Regions from separate parts of the Mus musculus genome. Here regions 2, 3, 4, 5, 6 and 7 are each linked to region 1. Evidence: chromatin contacts called from public Hi-C and promoter capture Hi-C data. All regions are on one chromosome and are shown on one strand. Each heading gives the region's core, a stretch centred on a gene start, on an enhancer-like site or on the middle of the called end of the contact. The rest is flanking DNA. Distances are from core to core; before and after follow the strand shown.

Region 1 (3,785 bases), core at 536-3,035:
ATGTTGAAAAACTCACTAGGCTATTTCACAGAGTCTAAGGGAAGTCAAGAGGGGAGAAAGAATGGATCAATCTTAGAGAAATTAGCAGGGGGGCTTTCCAGACTTCTCACCACAGATACTCCTATGACATTAGTTTCTGTGGCATCAATCTTATGCCTTTGCTCAGCCACACCTCCATTTTAATTCTTTGGAAAGAGGCACCTGTTGGACACAAGTTGGATCAAATATGCTACTTGAAAAAAAAATCCAGCTTAATAAAAATGTATCTAAACCGGGATATAAACCTAGCCACAAGAGAAGCCAAATGTACAGAAGATAGAGCAATTCCTTAGGAGGGGAAATAATATATCTTTCCATTTCAAATGCTTCTTTTATCCTGTAGTTTTTACATCTTCTCGCTCACCCCACTATCACCTCAGGCTGATAAAAGCTATGCATCTTGTCTAACGATACCTTGGGTGAGCTCAAATGCCCTCTTATTATACATACATAAAAGTACACAACACAAAAGTCAGAAAAATAATCTTATTCTGTAAGCTGTGTAAACAGTTCATTTCTATTGTGGACCACTGCATAGAGTGTAAACTAAAAGTCTATAAGTAGGAACCGGCCAGTATATATATAGATTATATTGTATATATAGATTATGTTGTAGCCCTTATCTGACAACACACAGAATGTTCTTCTTTGATTACTAAAAATGTCTAGTTATCTCCTGAAAGTAAAATCTAGCCATTTATCAATACCAGAAAATATGCGATATATACATATGTATATATGTATATGTTTGTATATATGTATATCCTGTTATGTTCCACTCAATAATCTGAAAAAAAATTACTCAAACAGTTCCAACAACCTTTACAAGATCTTCATCTTTCTTCAAACTATGCTACCTGTACACTCTTATTTCTTGAGCGCTTTTCTTTCCTTGGCCCCTGGAGCCCTATTAAGAAAACTATTCCAAGGTTCATTTTTCTTTGCCTTACTTTTTTCTTCCCTTTATTCAATTATATTAATTCAAGGACAAAAAGGGCAATTTCATCCTGAAAATATCTTTATGTTTTCAACGAATTCTGTTTATCTCATACTTATTTCTCCAATAAAAGCTACACCTATGTCAGAAATCACATTATCATTTTGGAATCACCACTCTCAATTTTCCCCTTCTAGGTATCGCTCCAAAGCCCTAGAAATCATTGAATGATCTTTAAATAAGACAACTCGATTGTACTGACAAATGGTTCTGTAAACTTTGATATATAATATTAAATAATAGTGTTGCTGAAACACTAAAGGTTTTCAAATTAGCAAATCTAAGCAGCCTAATACTGTTTTCACTTGGGCTAAATTCAGAAATTCAGGCATTCAGGAATCTTTACCATAGTCCTAAATTACAGGGACAAATACACAATAAAATAGTGTTCTATCTGCCTACTCTTCAAATCAGTTGTCAATCCATCAAAGAAATGCTAATTATGGAAAATGACTAACCTTCTAGACCTCCCCCCCCAACCAGTGATAACTACAAGTCCCATGATGCAAAGCTCTAGCCCGAACTTATGCTAGCCAAAGTGCCTTCTGGGAATTGAAGTCTTCTCTTCATCTACTTGGCAAACTAGATATTGTAGCCCCATTTCTCAGAAACTCCCTAGTAATAAAGCCTGTGGAAAAAAAACTGTCGATTCCCTGTGATAAAATTAGATTTGTTCGGGCCACTGCAGAGACAGGGACCAGCAATCCCAGTGTGGGCCTCCGGGGGCGGTGCCGTGCTGTGACGTCACTTCCTGGAGCGGCATACCTCCCCCTCCCACTCGAGGCCGTCCCTTCCCTCGGTTCGCGGGAACCTGGCTGGGTGGCTGTGCCCAGGCACCGAGCGGCTGCTCCGGGGCGGAGGGTCACGTGAGGAGTCCGAGTGCCCGGGCAGGACGCGACCCGCCGCAGTCCAACAGGAGCCGCCTTCCTTCCCCTGACGGCGTGGGGTCGCGGAGCGCGCCGAGGTAGGACGCGGGGACACCTGCCGCCTGGACGGCGGGCGGGCGCGCGGGAGGCTGCGGGGCGCGGGGGAGCCTGGACCCCGCCGCACCCCTGGGCGCGCCTGGCCCGGGAGGACTGCAGGTGCGGGAGCCCGGCCTGAGGGCTCGCGGCCCGCGCGGACCGCGTCGCCCTGCCAGCTTCCCCGGGCCTGCGTTCCGCCACCGTGCTGTCACCCTCCTCCCCAGGTAGCGCGGGAGCATCCTCCTGGGTACGAGGTCAGGCGCCCCCGAAGAAGGCGACACGCCCTCCCTCCGCCGCTCGGCGCTCCCGCGGGTGGAAGTCCCCGGGCGCACCCCGAGGCCGCCCTTGGCAGCCCGGGGCCTCAGGTGGCAGATGTCAGAGGCCAGCGCCGGAGCTACGAGAATCCTGCGCGGTTCTTCTGGGGAGGTGCGGGGTGGGGGTCAGGATTCACCCAAGGGGTGAGTCCGTAGCTCAAGTTTCTTGAATGTTCCACAATAAGGAAGGTTGCACTGGCCGCGTGAGGTTAGACACCCTGTTTAAACTTCCTACATCCAGAGGGGACAGCTTGCTAAGAGGACAGTAAATAAAGTTGGGCTGGTAGACCCCCTGTTGCTGTGTATAAATAGACCTGTCATTTCTCCTGGTCGCTACTTAACATTTCTGAGTTTATTACTTAACGTCGTAATGGTAAGTCATTACTTCTTTATTCTACAAAATTATTCAGACATACAATATAACCATCTTTTGGACCTTAGGTTATTGAGAATGAATAATCTAGAATCAAAAAGCAAAACTTTTAATGATTTAATTTGATTGACTGTAAACCTGATACCTTCCCCCCCCCTTTTTTTTCGTTAACTTTACCAAGTTTGCATTTGAAATATATTTGATGCTAAGTTTAAAAAAAAATGTTACTTTCAAGACAGTTGTTGCTGGCTTGGTAGTACAGGTGTGTATCCCAGCACCTATGGAGGCTGCAAGATCAAAAGTTCAAACCTACCTAGGCTACTTACTTAGCAAGTTCACAGGCAACAACCTTGTAAGACCCTGCCTAAAAATTAACATATTTTTTAAGGAAGAGGTTTAGAATGCATGCATAGCATTGCAAATCTCAATCAAAGTAAAAGAGCATTCCTTAGTAATAATCAAACTTCGGACTGACTATGATTAGCCTGTGTAAATCCTTGGGAGTTTCAGTAATTCTATAAAAAAGTAAAATGAATGACTTTTTTCCTTCTTCTGTTCCTATGTTGCATATAGTACAACCAGGACGACAAAACTTCTCCTTCTGCTTCCATTTTTTGAGTGGGAGTAGACAGGAAATATGTTTGAATGTATGTTAGGATTAAGTCCATTTAAAATGAATATTGCAAAAAATAAAGAAAAGTAGACCAAAGGGAAAAAAAAAGAAGAAATATGTATATCATAAGGGTCAAGAAAAGAGATGTAAAATAAGTTTGTTCTCCTAACCATGTAAACAAGAGTCCACAGAGGTAAATCAGATTACAGGATGATGTTACCCATGTCTTCATAGGTAATTGAGTGTCACAAATTAAGAGAAGCACTTTCTTTTCTATTGGTTTGAGTTCTAGGTTGAAGTCTAATTCTTCAATATGTCCTTCTCATTTTTAGATAGTGAATTCCTAAGAAGAAAGCAATGAACTGCATATTGGTTGTTCTTTAAGTGTTTGGACTCAAAGGTGTACAAGTTTGTTGCCAAGGCCAAAGAAGATGGCAACCCCGTATGTCCCAGTTCCAATGCCAATAGGAAACTCCGCTTCCAGCTT
Region 2 (3,785 bases), core at 773-3,272, 4.4 Mb before region 1:
TTGTTTTTTGGTTTTTGTTCTAAATGATACTTCAGCTTTTAAGTCAAAGAAAAACTGGGAAAGGGTAACATGTAACGATAGCTCAGGAAGTAGTAAGTTTTTGCTCTCCTCTTACCTTGGAAGGGAGGAGTTGTCTGTCACTCTATCATTATTTCTTATGACATCACCAGAATGGCCATTCTTGTTTAATCAACAAAGGATATTTTTAGTTTAATGAAGAATGTGGTTCTAGAAAATTGCATTCTTACTTACTAAAGACTAATTCTCACTTAGATTTATTTGCAACAAAGTAATGCTTGTTTTTTTTTTTTTTTTTTTTTTTTTTTTGGAGACAGAGTTTCACTCTATAGCCCAAGCTGGCTTGGAACACATTAGAAACTCAAAGGTCGCTGCATATTTATGGCAGTCCTCTTACCCCTGCCTCTTGAGTATTGGGATTGCAGGTATGAGCCACCAAGCCTTTCTGAAATTTCAAATTACCTGAAATTAGTATTCAAATATTCAAAGTATTTCAAATTCATCTTATTTTATTTCACAGATCAGTTACTAATGTAGGTTAAAAAAATAAAACCTCCCATGAATGCTTCAATTCCACACTAACATTGATCCAAGAAAAAGTGGTCATATACATCAGAAACACTCACCACAAAGATACTTCCTGAAACCAGGCCTCTTTAACTCACACAGTGACCCTGCCTTTTCACATTAATTAGCCTCCTTCCATCCGCGAGGAAAGAGAGGACCCATTTTATTTCTTTCATCATGGTTGAATCTGTTCTCCATATCACCAGGAACCATAAAAACGTTGTCTCTCGGTGGTCAGAAAGCCCATGTGGACTCTCTGTCCTCCCCTGGGGATCCACACTCTGTCTCTGGAGTGTTTTGCTAACTTTTAGCTTGGGCATATGGCCATTTTGCAGCAACGAGAGGGTGTGACATTCCTCTTCATTGTGTGAATATAGTTCTCCACAACTAAAGCCAAGTCTAAAGTCATCTCCATTTCAGGGATAAACTTCTCCCGCTTCCCATAATTCTGTTACCGTGTCACAAATTGCGTCTTGCCATTAGATACTGAACACACTCACGTGACCCTGCCGAAGGGCTATACTTACTAGACCTGTCATAAGTATCATCAAACACAACTCTGCAGGTCTTCCCATTGTTCAGGATGGTCTTAGCAGAGCCAGGGTCATAAGATGCTGACCAGGGCTGCAGAGAGGGGTCATGCTTGATGTCTTTAGTATGCAGTTCAATGGGTGACTGGTTGTCCCCTTTGGCAATTGGATAAAGTTCATGCCAGTGATCAGGACCTAGGAAGTAAATGGAAGAGAATTTATTCATTTAATAGTACAGCTCAAGGCCTCTATTTAGTGAACTGTGCCAGCAAAGTGTACAGAAGCCAAAGAGTGACTGCAGAAAGGTCTCTGGTTCAGATTGAGCAACACAGCACTTTGATTTCAAACCTATTTAGAAGCTTGCTTACCTATGCTCAAAGAGCGTTCCAATCTCCACATTCCCTCCCCTGGCTTGAGAACCATGTAGCCAGAAAAGCTTATCTTTGAAATGAACCACAGATCGATCATATATTTTTTGGAGTACTTTGCAGCTTGGAAGGGATATTTTCTTCTTTTTCCCAAGGCTGACTTGGTCAAAGCAAATATTGTTACCGGACCCCAAGCTCAAAGAGGCTCACTTCTCAGTTTCACAGAAAAAATTCAACTGGACCTGACTTCTGGCTGAGTGACTTCTCAGACACATCATCGGACCTTAAGCTAGTTATAGTGAGTATGTCTCTGAGCTTCAGGTTCCTCCGTGGAAAGGAAAACAGTGAGTCGTGTTAAAGACCAGCAGCATGGAACACCAGAAAGTTTTCACTATATGCTAGTTCTTAAGGATTCCTCCCTGCACACCTGTGCAATGCAGATACACCCTGTTGTGTCCTGGCCCCACTCACCATTGTGGCTGGCGTAGCCCCACTCCTTAGCCATGGTCACCTTTCGTGTTTCTCAGCGCTGGACAGCTCCTGCTCTTTCTTGCTCCTGTTGTCCGGCAAGGTCTCCAAGAGTTCGCTCTTTTATATAGATCTCCTGCAGTGTGCATGACCTTATTAGGTCAGCGGTGAGGCAGGGGGCTAAACTGGATTGGGGTGGTACTCAGAAGGCCGGGGGCGGGAGAAGCCAATGAATTACAAGAGCTGGACAGCTGTCCGGGTGAGAGGGTAGCAGGAGGGGGCAGGGAGGAGGCGCGGAGGGGGAACGGAGGGGGACAGAGCCCCCCCTTTCTTGGCTCTGCAAGAGCCCTGGCTCCTTCCTTTGTTCACTTTGCAGGCTACCAAGCAGCTGAGCTTTCTAAGATCTCCCGCTTTGGCTGGTTCCCTCCAGTTTTCCTGCACTTGGGGGTCTGGAGGAGCAGCCGGCTCATGCTGCAGTCTGGTGTTACTTAGCAACTAAAAGTTGCACCCGCGGCTCTTGCAGCCTCTCTCAGAAGACTTTTAACTCAGAATGGAGGACCCGCTGCAGTCTCCGGATGCTGGGGTTCCTTTCCCTGCAGGAATCCGGTTAGGACGGAAAGAACTCCTCTGATCCTCTGACTAGTGCGTGATTCTCCTACGGAAAACCTGTAAAATTCTGGGAATAGAGATGAGGAGGAGTCTGGGAGTGCCCGCTTTCCAGTCCCGGTATCCTTAAGGGATGAGTCTGTAAGGTAGACTGCTTAGGCGTCACACCAGTCTAGCTTAGTTTGTCTAGTACGACTCAGGAGCACAGCACTGGATCCCTGGCCAGGGAGGGACTCTGCACCCTAGCCTCAGTCAGCAGCAGTCTGGGACAGAGCCACAGAGCTTTGCTCTGTTCATCTCAGGGCACCAAGGATACCCGAAGTTGAAAGGGTACAGTCAAAAATGAGTACACTACATAAAATTTTCACTTTCTAAGACATAATTAGAGACAAGGAAAAAAAGGAAAAGGTCTATGAAATCGGTTTGGGAGCCGGCTGCGCGGGGCGGGGCGGGGGGGGGGAGCTCGTGTCTTTTCTCTCAGTTTTAATGTGTTTTGTAATGCAATAAACCACATAAACAGAGACTAAAACTGGCATATCCCACTTGTGCATGACAAAGGTATAATTAGAAATATCTGGTTATGGCTCACATGAAAGAAGCCGGTATAATAGATGTTTGCAATTCTATGTATCTATTATGAAAAAAAAAATCTTGTTTGGGCAAGAATATCTTGAGACCAGAAAGATACACCGTATCTTGGAAATGTCTTGAACAAGATCTCTGCAAGCATTTTCTTATAACTTTTACTTTTATAAAAATGACGTTTTCATTTTGCTTTTCCTCGTGGGTAACAAAACCTGAGAAGGAAATCTCTCATCATGGCAACGAGAGCTCATCAGCTAGGTATGTGGAATGGCTGACCACACTCAGAACCTGGACGCCAGGGGAGTCAGTCTCTAGGGTATTTTTGTGACCAGGGATCACTTGATCCACACAATAGCACTGTGGAATCAGGAACTCTCAGTTAGTTTGGAAGATCCAAGCAAACACAGAGAAACAAATACCGTTAGCTCTAAGGGTGTATGCATGCCTGGGTTTCTAGCTCACCGGGATGGCTGCTGCTGTATGTGAGATTAATAGAGGTGCTTTAAAGTTACAGCCACATGACTGTTGATGAGTAAGCTGTAGTCTCATTCCATGCTGTCAACTGTGACACAAACTCTGACCTGGATGATCAGGAGACTGATAGCTAAATCTTACCAAGATTTATTTGAAACTGAATATTGAG
Region 3 (3,785 bases), core at 959-3,458, 4.2 Mb before region 1:
AGTTATTCTACGTAATGAGCACCAGATTTCAAACATGCAATGCAGGAGTCACAACATGCAAACATTTTTGCAACAGATAAGGGGCTGCTTTCTCTTCCTAAGCCCTTCCGTCATCAATCCCTAACCCTTCTCAACCAGGCCTGTTCTTAGAGAAGTCAAATCTACCCAAAATAAAGCCACTGGGATGGATAGCCAGTTTTATCTATTCACTTGCAATATCGGGCCTCTTAAATAGACCCACCTTTGTATGTTTCCTACCACACTGGACTTTAAATTCACTTAACCATGGTTCTTAAGTGAAAGGTACATGCCTCAGTGGCTTGAGGAATTTTTGAATATCCATAGTGTTATATGATGTTTGGTGATGTCACACGGCCTAAACCTATAAAATGATCAGAGGTTAGCGGAAGAAGAAACAAACTGCTTAGGAACAGGCACCCTGTCCTGTCCAGAGCTCCAATTCCCATTCCATTTTATCACTGCCAGGCTCAGCTTAAGTTCTTTCCAGCTGTTCAGTCACTGTATTTTCAATGACTGAACAAGAAAAAGAAAAAGAAAAAAATGCTTGGTCAGTTCCCAGTACATCCCAACCGAATTCTTCCAACATAATCTCATAATCTAACTTCAAGGTGTGGTCCTCTGAAAACCACTGTTTCTGCGAGAAGAATGGTTCTGCAACTCCTAGCTAGAATGTAAACTGGGGACTGGGGAGAAGGTCCAGCAGTTAGAACACTTGATACTCTTGCCGAGCACCTGGGTTCGATTTCCCGGCCCACATGGAGGCTAAAACCAGCAGCAGTCCTTGTTGATCTAATGCCCTCTTCTAACTTCCACAACATACAAGTCAAAAATTCATAAACATATTTTTTTAAAAAAAGAATAAATCTTTTTTAAGATTTAAAAAATGAACAAGATGTAAAACAACTCCTCATTATAATGCCCTTTCTAAGTTGAAATTTTAAATTTTCTGGAGAATTTTATTGAAACCAATACTTATTCGGGTACCTATTCGGGTACAATCAGTACCTACTGGCTAACACAACCTTCTCCCTAACCACAGAGAGGGTACCACTACTGGCACCTAATAACTGCCAAATAACAACAAACAAAATGATTTCAGAGACAAAACTGAAATGTGTAAAGATTGTCTTTCAAACACACAAATTAGAAGGTAATGAAACATAAGATTGCTATTTTGGCTTAAGAAATTCATCTAAATTATAAATGTCATTCATAAAAATCTAAACTTCATCTGATGTCATTTTAAAAATAACATTAATGTCATCACGACCTCAAATAAGCTGCAATAAGAAACGAGTTTTTTTTTTCCATCCAAGAAAAGAGGATGACCACAAGTTCTGCCCAGACTAAGCTACAGAGTAAGATTCGTCTCAAAACACAAAAAGGGGGAAAATAAAATAAAAGAAGGGAAAACTTTCCGTAAACTTTCATTAAATGTACTATAGAATATTATCCAATAACGTATATGCTAATTTAAGTTTTTGATATTATTATCCACAAACTCCATTTTGAAGACTATCAGTGCTTTCCCAGTTTTTCTTTGCAATTCTTTTGAGTAATTAATTGAAGCAATCAGTTCAAACGATGAACAAGAAGAATGTCTTATCCCTAATACACTTAGGCGATGAAGAAAAGTTGCCATGCTTATCAATAAATATATTTAACACCATATTATAATTTCTATAATCGTTTGCTAAACCTTGGTCTCTGAAAGGATGGGTACGGTAGGAAAGTAAGACTGAAGAACAAGCCCCAAGTTAACTTCAAGTCAGTATGCAAATTACAAGTTACCAAGATTGCTTCAACAGCGCCTGGAAGGCGTCCCGTGACTTAGTGATCTGGGAGCTCTCGCGGCTCAGTTGTCCTTGTTTCCTTACAAATGTGTCATCTGACTTCTGACCTCTTAAGCTTTCTCGGGACAGCAGTGAGCTTTTCCAGTGAAGTTGAATGAATGCCGCCGTCCACTCTGGAGAGAGCCGGCGGGGACCAGGCCCTGACCCCCAACCCCCCCACGGGGCTCAGAGCTCCCTCAAGCCCCCATCAGCCCCCTCTGGAAGCCCGCGCTCACCGTTGTGCTCGCCGTACCCCCAGCTCAGCCTCGCCATGGTCCTCGATGGAGAGCCTGTGGCAGGGACACTGTGGACCTGTGGCAGGGCGCCCGCGCCAAGGAGCTGGGCGGGCCTGGGTGGAGGGCGGGGCCGCCCGCACCCCGAACCCGGGAACCCGAAACCCGAGGGCACGGTCGTCACCCGCAGGGGGCGCCCGAGTGGGGAAAGGGATCTGTGCTCAGCAGCCAGAAAGGTTTCCAATGGGGATTTCCTGCCTTCTGAGAAGTCCACCCCAGAAAAAGCCCTTCTGGAAATGACTCACCCAGGCAGGAGCTGCTGCTGGAGTTGGAGATCTTGTCTGGGAAATGCAGGGGACCTTGATGGAGGTGGCAGTGGTGATTACACATGCACATACATCAATGCCGATAGCTGTAATAACCACCACTTAAAATAAGAACTACTAGTTAGGAAGTGCTCACCTCCCCGGGCCAGCCCTCCCTTCCCCGACAGCTCCAGCCTTTCCATCTGCATAACTCACTTCTCTGATTCCTTTTTGCTTACTCCAGCATCTTGCAGACTTGGCCCTGCATAGAAGAAGCCAAACTTACTGGATTCTTGGTTCTTAACTCTTACTGCCATTCTGACTGTGCAAGAAGGAAGGAGTTGAGAAGAGAAGTGTGTGCGCTCCTACAGAACAGTAGAAACTCACCTTCGAAGACTGTTCTAGATATATGCCCAGGAGAGGTATTGCTGGATCCTCCGGTAGTACTATATCCAGTTTTCTGAGGAACCGCCAGACTGATTTCCAGAGTGGTTGTACAAGCCTGCAATCCCACCAACAATGGAGGAGTGTTCCTCTTTCTCCACATCCACGCCAGCATCTGCTGTCACCTGAATTTTTGATCTTAGCCATTCTGACTGGTGTGAGGTGGAATCTCAGGGTTGTTTTGATTTGCATTTCCCTGATGATTAAGGATGTTGAACATTTTTTCAGGTGCTTCTCTGCCATTCGGTATTCCTCAGGTGAGAATTCTTTGTTCAGTTCTGAGCCCCATTTTTTAATGGGGTTATTTGATTTTCTGAAGTCCACCTTCTTGAGTTCTTTATATATGTTGGATATTAGTCCCCTATCTGATTTAGGATAGGTAAAGATCCTTTCCCAATCTGTTGGTGGTCTTTTTGTCTTATTGACGGTGTCTTTTGCCTTGCAGAAACTTTGGAGTTTCATTAGGTCCCATTTGTCAATTCTCGATCTTACAGAGCAAGCCATTGCTGTTCTGTTCAGGAATTTTTCCCCTGTACCCATATCTTCAAGGCTTTTCCCCACTTTCTCCTCTATAAGTTTCAGTGTCTCTGGTTTTATGTGAAGTTCCTTGATCCATTTAGATTTGACCTTAGTACAAGGAGATAAGTATGGATCGATTCGCATTCTTCTACATGATAACAACCAGTTGTGCCAGCACCAATTGTTGAAAATGCTGTCTTTCTTCCACTGGATGGTTTTAGCTCCCTTGTCGAAGATCAAGTGACCATAGGTGTGTGGGTTCATTTCTGGGTCTTCAATTCTATTCCAGAAGATGCCCCAACTGGTAAGAAGGACACATGCTCCACTATGTTCATAGCAGCCTTATTTATAATAGCCAGAAGCTGGAAGGAACCCAGATGCCCCTCAACAGAGGAATGGATACAGAAAATGTGGTACATCTACACAATGGA
Region 4 (3,785 bases), core at 541-3,040, 4.2 Mb before region 1:
CCAGCAACTGGGGAGGCCAAGTCAGTAATCCTGAAAGTTTGAGCCAGCCTGGGTTAACAATGAACTCTGGTAATATGATCTTTGTAAATATTTTTAAAGATTTTCAAAAGTCACCAATCGTTTTTTTCCTATACTTAATAGATCATTTGGTCACAGAATAAAATGGCATTTTGAGTTAGCATGTTCCTTATCTTTATTACCATAACATCCTATTCTGGTTTAGATTTCACTAATTCTCACAATTTTTTGTAATAATAGACTCAAAATCCCTTCAAGTACATAGGATTAAAAAAAAGTTCAAGGTATGCCTGATCTTTTATCTCTGATAGTTGAGCATTGTTCTTCCAGCTACAACTGAACCCAGGCAATCATAAGACATTGTGGGTTTTCTGGTTACAATACTTAAGCCAGTAGTACTGCCAGGCCATATTTCAAAGGTCCAGTTGTTTTCCCATCGTGGTGCCTTTATGTTCTCCCAGTTGCTGGATGGGATGGTCGCTTGAAGTCCCAGTTTCCCAGTGTTCTGTTGAGCCCCCACTAAGCCTAAGCAGCAGCATTCTCCCTAGCCCCTGTAGGGAAGCCCAGTCTTACCAGGTCCAACAAGGACCACTTAATGTGATAAAAGGGGTTACCCAGAAAGGATGCTGAGAAAATAATCAATGTCTGAATCTGGCAATAGCCTTCTATATAGGAGGCAGAGGGAAATACATTAACCTTTCTAGTTTGCCTTGTTAGCTGACAATAACACAGAAACGGATGTCTCCTTGCCTTGTATAATTCCTCTGCTTTTACCTGTACAACTATGTTTTTCCTTGGTATATGTAGCCTTATGTCACCATTTCAAACTAAAAGCTACACTCCACAGATTTTACAACCACGATGGTATTCTTTTACATATGTTGCTTTGCCTTGTACAAACATGTCAATAACTTCACATTTAAGGAACATACTTATGCCCCTCTCATTTGCTTCAGAATTCATAACTCTAGTTTTGCAAAATAGTTTAATGTTTTTCTATAAGTTTGGTTACTTGTGGCATCACTCTTACTCTCACACAAGGTAGACTTTTATTGTTTTGCCTTTCTTGGGGCAAGGGGATCTAATTCAAGGGCATCATTACCTGTGATATGAGCTTCACAGGTACTTATGTTTTTAGAACTTCACAGGCATTTTGAATACAAATTGGATATAAATATATATATATAATTTTGAATGATTTCTTGTACATCTGCTGTGCTGTAGGAAATTTTCTTTTTTGAACAAGTAAGTAACTTGAAAAGGATGCGAACTTTTTCTTCTTGTATGGACGCCGCCCTCGGTCGTGGCGCCACCTCTCGGACACTGCAGGGCCCGCGGCTTCGATTGGTGACACCAAGCATCTGAGACCGGAAGGACAGACTTCTCTGGCGAGAATGTTTTTCGCCTTTCGTGGGTGACGACCACCGGGTCAAAGGCGCGGGGTCCTAGCGAGGCGATGCGTGGAACCTCACCGGTGGGAGGCTTCTTCTCAAGTACCAGCTTAAACCTATGAAAAACGTCCATGGCATGCTAGTAGGCGAAGCTCCACTGAGTCGACTCCTCCTCCCCTTCGAAGGCGGCTCCTTCCGAGTGGGCGGGGTCACGGCGGACACGCCAGGCCCCGCCCAGGCTACTGTGAAGGGCCGGGCTAAGAGGCACCAGAGGGAGCTGAGGGCGTGGCCCGCTCGGGGAAGCCGGTTCGGTGGGTGGGGTTACGGCTGGAAAGCTCTCAATTGACTGGCTCGTCTTCCCGGAACTTCCTGTGTCCTGAGCTTGTGGATGGCGTCACTGTGAACCTGAGCAGCCGCGTGAACTTTGGTGAGAAGCTAATGGGGTTTTTCGGAGCGCTGGGGTGAAATGTTTGGGGCTCAGGCAGGGCGTGGTGGGAATGCTGGCTGCGGCGGCTCCGAGGGCTCTGTTCTGCCAACTTCTAGTCCTCTATCGATTCCTCGTGGGCGATCGAACTCCCGGGGTGCCCAGGCCCGAAACCTTGCGGCCACCCCTTAGCAGGGTATTTTAACAGTGTCTTCATCACAACTTTAAAATAGCACTTTTCCAAAATCTAGGTTTTAGTTAGGCTGCAGATCTTCTCGAATCTTTCTGTGTTTCCATCTTAGTAAGCATCGCTCGTCATTTGAGTCTGCAACACTATCCTTTGTTTGCTTAATGTTGATGTTAATATTTGTGCATGTAAAGTATCTGGTTGTGTATATATACGTACCCATTCTTTATTACTTCAGACTTAGTAAATAATTAGTAAGTAATAGATGAGAGGGTAGATGGGATGGAGGAGGTTAGATAACAGGTTGAATGACTTTTTACTTATTTTTACTCCTGTACGCATGCATTTTCTACTGTAATATTTTTGAGCAGAAGTACTGTTAGGGTTCAAGAGTGTGTTATGTGTGTATGTATGTTATGTATGTATGTAAATACATATGTATATATGTATTTGCACAATACATTCATTATATGTTGTATATATGGGAACATATATGCACATTGTGCATCCATATTGTTTGATTAAAAAACAAAAACATGCCAGGCACATTCACTGTATATGCATATTCCCTGTGTATGTATATTGAGGCTGTATTGGTGGAAGTTTTAGCCAAGATAGAAAGTTAGAGCAAAATGGAAAGGGAAGATATGACAGATTTTAGGCCAGAGCCAGTAGTACCAAGGATGAATAGACCAAGACATATTGCCCAGTGTATGTCAGGGCAACCATTGATGACTTTAATTTCTGGGCAGTTTATCATTTCATACTTTATAAAAATTACCACTGGGTGCAGTTGACTTGTGCAAAACTTTGGGAAACTTTCAGTAAAGAGAAAGATAAACAAAACAGTCTTTGTGGGCCAGAGTTGCAGCAGAAAAGCAGCCAAAAGCATATAGTGCAAGTGAAGATAATGAACTTCAGTAAATACCTACCACAGGTGCCTGGCATGAGTTTGCTTATGATCAAACAAAAGCAGGAAATGTAGCAGGAATGTAGAAATGTTCATGAGAAAAGCAGTATATCATAGTGACCGCTAGTCTAACTTGTATGGCTTTAAACCTTTGCATCACTTTTTAAATCTGTAAGATGGGGATAATGGTATTTACCACAAAGGGTCGGTTGTGTGTGTTGACAATACCAAGTTTAACCAAGAGCCCTTAACTAGGTGTCTCAGACCTGGTGCTAGGGATGCAGCAAGGACTGAGATGTGTGTGCCTCCTACCTCAAAACCTGGCAAATGTCTGGGAATGAAAAACAGGATTTATGTAACAACTTTTAAAATAATCAGAACTAAGATACCTTAAAATTTTACATTGATTTGTGGTTCAAAATATAAGCAGTTTAACTGAACCCTACTCTCTTTTCTAGACAATGGCCAAGAACAAATTAAAAGGGCAGAAGTCCAGGAATGTATTTCATATAGCTAGCCACAAAACTTTCAAGGCTAAAAACAAGGCAAAACCAGTTACTACTAATCTTAAGAAGGTGAGTATTTAAGTATTCTGGCATTGATTATAAGCAAAATGTAAACTAACAGTGGGATTTTGTTTTTTAAACCAGAAGTTCATAGCCTTCTTACTAGACAAGACTTTTTAAAAATATTAAGGTAAATACTGTTCCTTTTAAAATACAAATTTAAGAGGATTGCACATATACGAGGTGCTACACAATAGGCTACTAGGCTGTATGAGATTATAGAAATCACTGTTTAGACAGTATGAAGGATAGTTCTTACTAGTTCACTTGGCATATATTCAAGATTCCA
Region 5 (3,785 bases), core at 527-3,026, 4.1 Mb before region 1:
TACTTATTATTTTAAGTAATTATTTATTACTACAGAAGTCTTTGAATCTTTAGGATAGATCCAGATAACAGAAAGACTTTTGAATATCAGACTTCTGCTATTCAATGCCAGAACCTGCTGTCATACATGTTAAGTAAGTCAAACAACTAAATCTAGAAATCATTTTCCGAGGTTTGAGCATATTTCAGGACAAACCATCAAATCCCACGTTTACCCGGAAAGCCCCGAAATTCTCTGAATTTTTTAATGTAGTCATCCACTACAGGTGAATTTAACTTTAAACAGCAGATTTCAATGGGTGTTTTGTAGCATCAGGTGTTTCTCTGCTGACCTCATTAACGCCAGTGAAACTGGAAACCGTACCATTTGAATTCAATACAATTTGAGTACTGTAGATGCCCATTAGAGGAGGGAAAGAAGAGGTGAGGGTAGGGTGGGGGGAATAAAAGTGGAAAAAGGTCCCAGGAGTAACATTTCCAAATATGAACCGACACTAACTGGCATCTACACCCAGGAAAAGGGGGGAATCCAAGTGCCAACAAGCCAGCGCCTCCCACTGGGCCAGGACAGGACACTCAGCAGAGTTCTGGAAGGCAGGCTTCTCCTGTTAAGACTCCTATTTCCTATGCCTTGGCCACCCACGGTCTTGAGGATGGTAATAGCTTCAAGCCAGGAGCTGTGAGGAGTCATAAGAGGCTATTCGCTGTGACTGTAAACTAGCAATTTTGTTTATTTTTGAAGTATTGGCTCTTTCTGAACCTCCTTGTACTAGCTGAATTTTAATTCGCACGATCCCATACTGTTCCCCTTTCCCTGCGTTGTGGAATCCTTCCAAGTTTTGCCAGGAACGGTTAAATCACTATGACTGAACTGCTTTAAATGGACGTTGTTGTTTGAAAAAAATCCGAACCATAGCAAAGAACGAAGCAAACATCCTTATAAAACCAGATAAAGCTTACTAAGTAATTTCACCACTTAGTCTGAACGGCACAAAATGACCCCTCTCTGTGTGACCGCAAATCTCAGGTCTAGAAAGTAGAAAGATTCTAAATTAAGCCAACAAATCCAATCTTACTTCCCAATTCTTAATTCTCGATGAAGAATGTCCCCTTCTAAAAACTACTACTTTAGAGGAGGTGTGGAAAGTTTTCTCTTTTCCTCTTTCATTCCGAAGAACTGGCATGAAAGTTCTTCAAAACAGGAATGAAGTTCTGCAGAGCGGTCGGTCCTTAAGCGAGTCCAGAGCAGAGCGCGAATTCCTGGGCGCTCGCTCCGGGTGCTCCTTTGTGGCCAGGGCCGCGCGGTGGCCGGTCGGTGGGGCCCCCGCATCCATCCCGGCCCCTCCGGGTCCGGAGTCTCGGCGCAGTGGGGGTGGTGGACCCAGCACCCTCGGGCGGGCCTCGCCCTCCCCATCCCCGCTCACCGCTTTGAGATCCAGGACGCCGTCCTGCGCCTCCTGCAGCAACGACACGAATTTGGTGGTAAGCAAGCCCAGGCTCTTCTCGTGCCGGCTGCTGCCCCCCGCGAGCGCCGCGGACGGCTGCGAGGATGGCGCCCCATGCGGCGGCGGCTGAGCCTGGGCCTGCGGCGTGGGCTGAGCAGAGCTCGTGGGCTCCGCCGCCGCCATCACCGCCGCGGCCCTGCTGTCCTCTGGCGAGGAGCCGCTCCGCCACCGGCAGAGGAGGTGCGCGGACTCCGCTCCCCGCCCACGGCGCGCCCCGCGTCCACCAGTCCCCGGAGCCGCGCGGCTCGCGCACGGCACCACAGAGCGCGCGGATTCACACGAGCGGCCAGCGCCGCGAGGGTGGGCCCGAGTTTAAATGGCAGGAAGTGACGCCGCGCGGCGTTGCCTAGTAACGCACTCTCCGCGGAGGGGCGGGGCAGTCGGGTTCCCTCAGGCGGAGCGTGCTTTTGGTCGGCCTGGAGCGCTCATCCCTGATCAGGTGCAAGTATTGTAAGGCTCATCTTCGCGTAAATAGGAGAACGCCGCGTCCCGGAAGGTTTTGGGACTCTGACCTTCAGTCTTTTCCAAAGCCTTTTCTGCAAACAGAAGCACCTGAGCCTTGACGGTGAAGGAAGTAGACCCCCAGCTCTTTCCTTACCTGCCTTTAGTGTTCTTTACAAAATTATACTCTTTTGCTCCCCAATAATTCTATTATTGAGACAATCGCAGCATCTTTTGACTTATTGACATCGTAAACTATGGCTCGATAGTAAGATCACAGATATAAGAGGAGGAAATGTGCTCCCACATTTTTTATTTGCAAACTTGAGACTCAGGATTAAAATCTTCAACACCTTGGGTGGGTAAGATGGGTCGGGGTAGTGTGGGGAGCAACCTCTCAGAGGCAAAGGGAAGGGGGTATGGGATGAAGAACTTTTGGAGGGGCTACCTGGAAGGGGGGGTAACATTTGGAATGTAAATAAATAAAAGTTTACAAAAAACAAAAAACAAAAACAAAAAAAAACCCAAGATCTTAAACAACTTGGTATTCGCACCTGTTGAATATCCTTCACACTTAACAAGTAGTAGGTGACTAAAAACATCATTTGGCAGGAATTAATGAAGACATATCCTTCATGCAAGAATGCCCAAATTAACAGTAGGGAAAAAAAAAAACAAAAAAACAAAACGCGAGGAGAAACTGACAGCATTAACTAGTAAATCCTGAAAACAATTTTAAACCAAAATTTTTCCAGGCGTCTGGAGCAAAACTTCTGTAGGGGAAGCATTTTCCTTCAGAGCTGCAACACTTAAAATCCCCGTCTGCCCCCCCAATCCACCTGCAGATTCTATTCCACTGACCCTTTCCAGAGAGATACCCTCTTTAGCCTGTCTTGTTACTTAGTCTTTCTGGGTCTGGGGATTGTAGCATTATGTTTACTTTACAGCTAAGATCCACTTATAAGTGAGTATGTACCATGTTCATCTTTCTGAGTTTGGGTTACTTCACTCAGGATGAGGTTTTTGAGTTCCATCAATTTGCCAGTATATTTCATGATGTCATTTTTTTTTTTAAACAACCGAGTAATACTCCATTGTGATAATGTACCACTTATTTTATCTTTAAATCCATTGTTCGATTGAGGGAATGTAGGTTGTTTCCAGTTTCCGGCTATTATGAATAAAGCTGCTGTGAACATAGGTGAACAAATGTCCTTGTAATAATATGTAGCATCCTTTGGGAATATGCCCAAGAGTGCTATAGCTGGGTCTTGAGGTAGATTGAGTCCCCGTCTTTTGAGAAACCACTATATTGATTTCCAAAGAACCTGTACTAGTTTGCCCTCCCAACCAGCAATGGAGGTGTGTTTTCATTGCTCCACATCCATTCCCCAGCAGAATTTGTCACATGTGTTTTTGATCTTAGCCATTTGACAGTTGTAAGATGGAATTTCAAAGTCGTTCTAATTTGTATTTCTCCTGATGGCTAAGGATGTTGACCATTTCCTTAAGTGTTTCTTGGCCATTTGAAATCCTTTTGTTGAGAATTCTCTGTTTGGATCTTTACACCATTTTAATAGGATTATTTAATTTGTTGATGTGCGATTTCTGGAGTCCTTTATGTATTTTGGATATTAGCCCTCTGTCAGATGTGATGGGATCTTTTCCCATCCTGTAGGCTGCTGGGTTGTTTGTTTGTTTGTTTTCTCCTATTAATGGTGTCCTTTGCCTTATGGAAACTTTTCAGTTTCATGAGGTCCCATTTATCATTATTGATTTTATTGCATGTGCTACTAGTGTCCTATTCCGGAAGTTGTCTTCTATGCCTATGCTTTCAAGG
Region 6 (3,785 bases), core at 721-3,220, 4.1 Mb before region 1:
ATTCTTAGAGAAAACCCACCCTCTTCTGGTAGCTGAAAATGAGCAAGTTCAAGCTTTAAAGCTATTGTCTTAATTTTCAAACTCTTAAGCAGTTGGTGTATGGTTATGACAATTAAAGAGACCAAGAGTGACCTGGCATGAATCCAGATCCTATGCATGAGTTTATAACTTTCTTTACTCTCAATGATAGCTAGTTAGTCCAGAATGTAGTTTCCAAAAAACACAAAACACAAAACAAAACACCAAAAACCTTAATTATGTTTCTTGCTGGTGGAAAAGCTGAGGTCCTTTCTAACTGCAAGCTGGAATGCATTTTCTCTAAACTGAAATCATCTCTTTACTCCCACTACTACCACTTATAAATTGAGCATGCCGAGTAGAATGGTATTTCCATGGAACTACAGTGCACTGCTCAGAGATGCTAAAAGTAGTTCAGAATAGCACACACAATGTCAAGGGCATCTGTGGTAGATTTTTATGCTAGCTAGTATAAAGTTGCAGGAAACCTACTTATTGGCAGCAAGGAAACAGTTGCAAACCTCAAAACACCAATTTCTAAAGGTGTCTGAAGTATTTGCTGATTATCTGGCAATTACAGAATTATTTAGGGACAAATTTTGTGCTATTATATGCTCTTAATAGCAATCTGTTTTCTGACCTATCAGAAATCAATACTGTTGAATTTACTTGCTCACTAGTTACACTGTCAAGTTATATAATGTATCTAAAATATAAATTCCCAGAGTCATTGCTTACTAGAAGAAGAAAAACAAAACAAAACAAAACAAAAACGACCCTGCATAATTGCTGTGGTGATTAGTAATAACACATATAACATTCACATAGACATCATCCTCAAAGCGATAACCATTATTAAATATAAATGTAAGCATTCTTTTGAAAAAACCTCTTCGTTGGCAACCCTTAGATCAGGCCTGAGACTAAATTGTTTTCATTATATTATAAATACCACGGTTCTGATGGAGTAGAGCAGGCACCTCAACAAAGACAGAGAATATTGTAACAGAAATGCCTGGATCTCAGAAATAGCTAACTGGCCAGTGAAAAACAAGAGAGGGTCTAGGTTGAACTGGTAAGGCTCACAGAGTATGGAAAATCCAGGGGCCTGAAAAACCACTGAGCAGTCTCAGTAACATAAAACAGGGTCAGTAAGAGTTATATTTGGTACTTTCAACAACTGTATGGATATGTCTCTGATTGTGTCTTATGCAAAAGAACTTAAAAACGGGTGAGAACTGAGGCAAGAGATGTAAGCAGGGAGTAGAGAAGGCTTGCCTTGCTGCTTGCCCCACTTCTCAGGCTCCTGGAAGGAGACCAGGAAGAGCAACAGCTAGGGGGTGCGAAAGTGGGGGCGAGGAGAGGGGAAAGAGGAAGCTTGGGCTCAGCAGGTCCGTAAGAAAGAACCGCAGGTTGCGCTGGGTGGTGGAGAGAAAGGAACCCCGGGATCTGTGGAGAGGATGCGGAAGAACCCTGAGCTCAGCTGAGTGAGCCAGGAGGGATTCAGGGCTTGGCAGGGAGGAAGCCAGGGCAATGCTGGGAGGAGTAAGAGAAGCCCCGGGCCGTGCAGGGGGAACACAGAGAAACCCCGGGCTATGCTGGGGGACAGAGAGGAGCCCCAGACTGTGCTGGGAGGATGGGGAGGAACCCGCTTCCTGCACAAGCCCGGCTCTCCGAAGCCAGCCAACCCGAGGTCCAACCGGGTGGCGGCAGCTACCTGTGCAGGCCTTTGTCCATGAAACACACATCCCCGCAGCTGCTGTCGCCATCCTCCCGTTCGATTTCGCTACACACCGCCGCCTCCATGGTACCCGCGACGGGGAGTGGGTGTTAACCGGCGCCCAGCGCTGGGTCCCAGCTTGCTCACGCCTCCAAAAGCGGGAGCGGGGAGTGAGCAAGGGGCGGGGCGAGGACTCTAACCGCCTGCCGCACTTTCCCCGCCCTGCGCGGCCGCAAAGCAGGACAACGGCGCCGCTCAAAGAGGGCTTGACTTTTACGGCATCTGCCTTTAAAGTAAAGCCTTTCCATTTGTTGGTTTGGAATGAGTGGGCTACTGAACATTATTTATAGCCCACTGCCATATGGAGGCGTTTTTCTCAATAGTTTGCTTTTATACTTCGTGACGTGATCTTGCAGACATAGTAATGTTCCCCGTTTTTGGTCACTGAACTCCTGTTAAATCCTTAAGTATTTGTGCAATGCCTTTATTTATGTATGCTGGTCTCCCTGTGATGAGAAAAAAATGTTCAGCTTTTTAAAGAATTCGCTCAAGAGACACTCTTCAATGCCTCTGCAAAAGCAAACACTCCAAAGATACTTCACTGGGCTGTTTCAAGGTAGAGTTGGTGAGACAATGGTTTTTCCATTGTGGTATAAAATTTTTCTTTGGTAGGTGATGACAGTCATGACATAAGTTGACCCCCTTTCCCTCCCAACTGATAGACTGATCTCCTTTCAGGGACCTTATTTCCACAGTTCTTCAGAAAATCTCACAAAATGGTAGGGGATGTTCAGACTATGTTGAAAAAGATATTCTAACGATGCCAAAGAGTTTGTACACCTTTGTTAGTGCACACGTGTGGGAAAATATCCTGATGTTTTAGTTTTTTATACAGTGGGGACAACCTATCTACAGCCTCAAGGATGTGTAGCCGCCACACAAAGGCATTGCAAAGATAAGGAGACAGCCACCAAAATACAGTTTTCCTGGCTACCACATAAATAACTTGTTGGGGACAGCATACCATGACAGCGACTGCCCGCAGTAGGCCAGGATGGAGACATCTCAGTAGCCCACTGCAGCTCTTTGTAGAAAACAGTCGTTCCCACTTCTAATCTTATCCCTGAATAACAGCTGTATAGAATTCATTTGTGGGTGCCTGTCTTTCAGTTGGTCTTGGTGGGCATAATTATTCTATTATATCTGACTTTCTTATTTCTTTCTCCCTTCTGCTCTGGTGAATTCTGTGAAACTAGACGTTCCTTGATTCTTAAACAGTTAAAAATTGAGGCATAGGGACACAGCACAGCACAGTCCTAATGGTGCCTGCTGTGTGTTCTCATCTTGAAAACAATATAATAACTGAACAATGATAGTTCCAGATTAATGCTTGACTTGCAAAGAAAGTTTGAAGAAATTATTAGAAAATGAATTAGAGCCAACATTGGTATCCCAAGAAAGGAATAGTTTTTTTGAAATTATGAAATAAATTTTGCACAACATTTAAGAGTGGTTTCTGAATAAGAAAGTAAAGATACATAAAATTATATATTCGTAAACCTAAGTCAAAACACTGGGACTCTTAGGAAAGCCATTGTGTGCAATGTGCAAAAGCAGAAAGCTAGCAGAACTATTGAGTTAAGGGTTAACTTGATTCTTTCTGGCCACTGCCTGGCAGCTTTGCCCATGTCATTTATCATTAGAGCGTCACAAGAAAATGCAAGTAGCTGGCCTCATAGCTCTGAGCTCTGAAGTATAATAATTCAAAGATTAAAGGTTAAATAATGATAAGTTTACAATTATTGTTATTTTGGCTACAGGCCTGGGAATAGGGAACGCTTGAAACTTTGGGGAACAATTGTAATTCTTGATTCTTTGTGGGTGTGGTTATTCTTATGAATTTGATTTGACAATGATTATACAATGTCTTTTTTTCTATCTGCTTTTGGAGTATCAATAAAAGACTAGGGCAAGAGAAAGGCAAGAGAGCCATGAGCAGAACATGTGAAGAGTGAGTGAGGAAAGAATTCGAAATGTGTGTGAAAAT
Region 7 (3,785 bases), core at 662-3,161, 3.4 Mb before region 1:
GAGGTTATTCACAAGAGCAATGTCAGTAGTAAATATAGCATATTCTTTCTCAAATAGCTAGGTGATTGTTTATTCTCTGTCTATAGTGGAGAAAGTTAATAAATTCCACTGATGGTCAATTTACCAGAGGAATTTTGGTAAAAGACAAGCTTTAAAAAATAACAAAGCAGAGTTATTTTATATGTAAGGGAGTACAAAAGTATTCTGGGACTAGGAAAGTAAATACAAGCTGAATATGACACAGACCAGGAAACAAACCAGATGTGGGCTAACCTGGGACAGATGTGTGCTGAGCGATATGTGGGGAAGAGATGCCCATGTGAGGTTGGCTTGTTTAAGGAGTACATGCTTGTCCATAAATCCTACAGATGGCAGTCTTAAGTATGAAGCCAATTCAGGGGCATGTTCCTCTGCAATGTAGAACTTGTGTTTTAGGTTAATACCAGTTGAACGAACACTTTTGAGATGGAGAATAGGTTTGTCTGTAACCTGAGAACTTCAGAGCATGCCTCCAACATGACAAACTTTGACTTGGAACAATGAAACTGGGAGAATAGCAAAGAACAAAGCTGAGACTTCAGGCAAAATTCTGCACAATATAGTTTAAAAATATATGAAAGATGAGCAGAGCTCAGGTGAACACAAATAGTTATATGTGGTAGTCTGCACAGGGCTGTAAGTTGATAGATATGAGAAGCAGGCAAATTACAGACAGCAAATGATTCACAGAGCATTTTTCCATGAGTGGGAAGGAAGGAGGGATAGAGGGAGGTAGGAAGAGAGGGAGAGAGAAAGGGAGGGAAGGAGGGAGAGAGAAAGGGATGAGCAGGATATTATTGAAGGAGTAAGAACACATAATATGCATACAGTGATGATTATGATGATGGTGATAATGATGATGGTCATGTTGTTCCTGATGCTGACAAATACAATGACTAGGGTGCAAAGTAGTAACTATGTGTTCACAGGCTCACAGAGGATTTATAGAGGATTAAAGTAACATTTTTGTGAATTTCTATAAAATTTCCCTAAGAGACTCATTCATGTTATAAATAAATATAAAGCAATGATGCCTGTATACTTAGAGATGTACCCAGGCCTGCAGTTATGCTTTATATAAAAATTCTGATAAAATTAATGGTTTAGCTCACAGAATCCAGTCACTGAAAGTCTTACACATTTGTTCTTATTCTCCTATTTCCCATTAGAAAGGAAAGAATGGAGAAGGAACAGGAGAAAGGGAGGAGAAAAGTGAGGGTGAATAATTGAACTTTGGTTGAAAATTAAAGTATCTTCACATAAATGTCTCATATTTACTTTATTCTTAAGAAATCACACACCAAGCATAGTGGGTTTTAGAAAGGCAATGTAACAAAACCTGTGTGCAAAAAGAAGAGACAAGCCAAAGACCCACTGTCATGTCCAATATCTCAGTTTCACCACACGATGGCACCAAAGTGCTTTGCAGAGATTCCCCTCTGGCCTTCTGGCACTCCCTCACTGTGTCACTTCATCTATCACAAATAATAAGTAAAAACTACAGAGCATTCTTCATCACTTAAAAGAGAACAGGGAGTCTGACAGTTAAGTTTCCCTGGGTAACAAATCCTAAATGTGACACATCGATGGATTTCAAATCGATATGAAGCTAAGATAGGGAAAAAGAATAGTGGGGAAACAACACCATTAAGATATATTATATTACAACTTTAGAGAGAATAATTTCATAAAGTACGTGGAACACCTTTCTATATTTACAATATATTTGGATAATTTTTTTAAATTCCGATATGCAAATTAGAAGTAAGTAGCAATATTTCTAAGAAAAACTGGCTCCGAAGGCAGCAGCTGTGAGGGAAGAGTCTATTTTTGGCCGTAGGCATACAGATGGCCATCGGTGTATTTCACGCAAACCTCACAGTTGCATCAGGAATAATCTTGGATCTACTGATGTCATGTGCTACCTGCTGTGTGTTGCATATATAGACAAGACTCAGGATCAATTAAAGTAAATATAAGAATGCCGAAAATAGAGATCCTGCATTGGCTGCTTATAAGCCACATGATATCAATGACATCTTATTTTCAAGCAACTTAAAATAAAATGTTATTGTAAACAAGGCATAGAATCACTATCTTTAGTTATCTGAGCAGCTTTAATGACAGTTGTAAAACCATTAGGAGAAGCTCATTTACAAAAGTAGAATCGTTCATCTCATTTCCAATTGATAAAAAAAAAAAAAAAAAACCCTTAAAGGAGGAAGAAGTTGAGTAACTTCTTCATTTAATTCCTTGTTTCCAAAGTGTTATTCAGTTATTTATTTTATGTTCATAAATTATAACCAAATAAGTAGAAAAGTCCAGGTAGAGGTTAACACTTTTATTAAAAAGTTAAAACGAAGAAGGGAAGGACAGACAGAGGGAGGAAGTGAAGGAGGGAGGTAAGGGAAAGGAAGGAAGGAAGGAAGGAAGGAAGGAAGGAAGGAAGGAAGGAAGGAAGGAAGGAAGGAAAGAAGGAAGGAAGGAAGGCAGGCTTAGGATACATCTTGGAAGATGCAGAAGATAATATAAGATTTAGAGGACCAGGAAGTATGCTGTGAGACTGTATCTCTTTGAAATGATGTTCATTTGCTAGGAATCTTAAGTAGCCCCACTCAGAGACAAAGAAATAAGGGCAACTGAGGACTGATGATGAGGAGAGTTAGCCATTCATAGGGATGAGATATTTAAAATGTTTTCAATCTGAGTGATCAACCTTTAAATCATATGCATACAAGCAACACTGCATAAATGATCAGGCTTAATTTATATATTTATGCACTTATAAATATATGTAACACAATAATAATTGAAGAAAAATATACCATGATTTTGAGAGAGCACATGGAAGGGTTGAGGGAAAGATGGAAAAGGGAAAATTATGTAAGATATCTATCTATCTATCTATCTATCTATCTATCTATCTATCTATCTATCTATCTATCTATCTGTCTATCTATTGCCTCCCCTGACTGTATGAACAGGCAAGTGTGATGCTGATAATCCAAAATTATTAGCCTGATTTTTTACACACATCATATGTTCAATTGCTATCTCTTCACCAGATAAATGTAAATAAAAGAAGATTTGGGGGTACTTAGAGAAAGAATACATTTGATAACGAAGTTGAACTGTACAAATGTCCTATTGAAAGTTGTCATTAAATCTAAAAAGCTCTGGAAAATTCTGAAACAATCTTCCTGGACAAGTGGCATCGAAGTGTTACTGTTAGAGAAACACCATAGATAACCATGTAGGAGAATCAAATGGCATGAGGCAATTCATTGCAAGGAATTGAGGTATAGAGATCTATTAAGAGCCTGCAGTGCTACAAGGAAGGAAAAAATCAGACTCAGGGTTATTACAGACCACAAAAAAAATTTCATCCTTCCAGAAAGAAAAACGAAAAGTGTGGAGATGTCTGAAATTAGATACCTGACTAGGGCAAATGAGCACAAAAAATGGCAAATACTGAACGTTTTGAAGTTGAGTGGTTGTTGGGTGTCATTTATACAGAGTTCAATAGGAAAGCCCCAAAGTACAGGTTTAATATTTAAATCCTATGCTATACAGTGAAGGTGATTTTACTGTGGAACTGCATGGTTATGTTGACAAGGAAATGAACAAGCTATTTTGGAGCTAAAATGCTAGAAAATTGAATATAAAAGACAATGTAAAAGGAAAAGAAAAAAATCCTGGGAAATTCCATTATTTAAATCAATACCATTATGTAACACAAAGGAAAT

What was found. Promoter capture Hi-C pulls out the DNA fragments that hold promoters and counts their contacts. Hi-C and Micro-C count contacts between places; a contact is called where the count stands out from the background.
Region 2: a contact with region 1 is called in a promoter capture Hi-C map of pre-B cells. The contact joins the promoter of Car3 here to the promoter of Snx16 in region 1. A contact is called at or near these places in 3 of 39 promoter capture datasets (cranial neural crest, pre-B cells and second pharyngeal arch cranial neural crest) and 1 of 484 Hi-C or Micro-C datasets (CD4 T cells).
Region 3: a promoter capture Hi-C map of second pharyngeal arch cranial neural crest shows a contact between it and region 1. The contact joins the promoter of Car13 here to the promoter of Snx16 in region 1. A contact is called at or near these places in 5 of 39 promoter capture datasets (cranial neural crest, frontonasal cranial neural crest, maxillary cranial neural crest and 2 more).
Region 4: a contact with region 1 is called in a Hi-C map of CD4 T cells, with 2.6 times the contacts expected there. The contact joins the promoter of Rbis here to the promoter of Snx16 in region 1. A contact is called at or near these places in 4 of 39 promoter capture datasets (cranial neural crest, hippocampal neurons, pre-B cells and 1 more) and 1 of 484 Hi-C or Micro-C datasets (CD4 T cells).
Region 5: a contact with region 1 is called in a promoter capture Hi-C map of pre-B cells. The contact joins the promoter of E2f5 here to the promoter of Snx16 in region 1. A contact is called at or near these places in 6 of 39 promoter capture datasets (cranial neural crest, frontonasal cranial neural crest, hippocampal neurons and 3 more).
Region 6: a contact with region 1 is called in a promoter capture Hi-C map of second pharyngeal arch cranial neural crest. The contact joins the promoter of Lrrcc1 here to the promoter of Snx16 in region 1. A contact is called at or near these places in 5 of 39 promoter capture datasets (cranial neural crest, frontonasal cranial neural crest, maxillary cranial neural crest and 2 more) and 1 of 484 Hi-C or Micro-C datasets (the G1E-ER4 cell line).
Region 7: a contact with region 1 is called in a Hi-C map of cerebellar granule neurons, with 2.7 times the contacts expected there. The contact joins the enhancer-like site here to the promoter of Snx16 in region 1. A contact is called at or near these places in 6 of 39 promoter capture datasets (cranial neural crest, frontonasal cranial neural crest, hippocampal neurons and 3 more) and 1 of 484 Hi-C or Micro-C datasets (cerebellar granule neurons).

Annotation. Positions count from the first base shown.
Region 1 is chr3:10,438,130-10,441,914 of GRCm38.p6, reverse strand. Snx16 (sorting nexin 16) reads left to right here and starts at 1,785. Exons shown (of 8, transcript NM_029068.4): 1 at 1,785-2,000; 2 at 3,631-3,785. The coding sequence starts at 3,730.
Region 2 is chr3:14,861,775-14,865,559 of GRCm38.p6, reverse strand. Car3 (carbonic anhydrase 3) reads right to left here and starts at 2,022. Exons shown (of 7, transcript NM_007606.3): 1 at 1,955-2,022; 2 at 1,113-1,310. The coding sequence starts at 1,988. It overlaps Gm41999 (predicted gene, 41999), which reads left to right and starts at 1,495. Exons shown (of 4, transcript NR_168331.1): 1 at 1,495-1,781.
Region 3 is chr3:14,640,150-14,643,934 of GRCm38.p6, reverse strand. Car13 (carbonic anhydrase 13) reads right to left here and starts at 2,208. Exons shown (of 7, transcript NM_024495.5): 1 at 2,090-2,208. The coding sequence starts at 2,126.
Region 4 is chr3:14,609,261-14,613,045 of GRCm38.p6, reverse strand. Rbis (ribosomal biogenesis factor) reads left to right here and starts at 1,790. Exons shown (of 4, transcript NM_001099674.1): 1 at 1,790-1,836; 2 at 3,389-3,505. The coding sequence starts at 3,392.
Region 5 is chr3:14,576,662-14,580,446 of GRCm38.p6, reverse strand. E2f5 (E2F transcription factor 5) reads right to left here and starts at 1,776. Exons shown (of 8, transcript NM_007892.2): 1 at 1,424-1,776. The coding sequence starts at 1,627.
Region 6 is chr3:14,531,973-14,535,757 of GRCm38.p6, reverse strand. It overlaps Lrrcc1 (leucine rich repeat and coiled-coil domain containing 1), which reads right to left and starts at 1,970. Exons shown (of 19, transcript NM_001163579.1): 1 at 1,736-1,970. The coding sequence starts at 1,824.
Region 7 is chr3:13,864,192-13,867,976 of GRCm38.p6, reverse strand. All of the region lies in intron 2 of Ralyl (RALY RNA binding protein-like), which reads right to left. Among named protein-coding and RNA genes, the nearest start is that of Gm41998, 68 kb to the left of the region's middle. Within about 2 kb of position 1,911, at least 7 of the 459 cell types and tissues checked have an H3K27ac peak or open chromatin away from gene starts, as enhancers often do. A contact at or near this core is called in cerebellar granule neurons and hippocampal neurons, where this site is marked.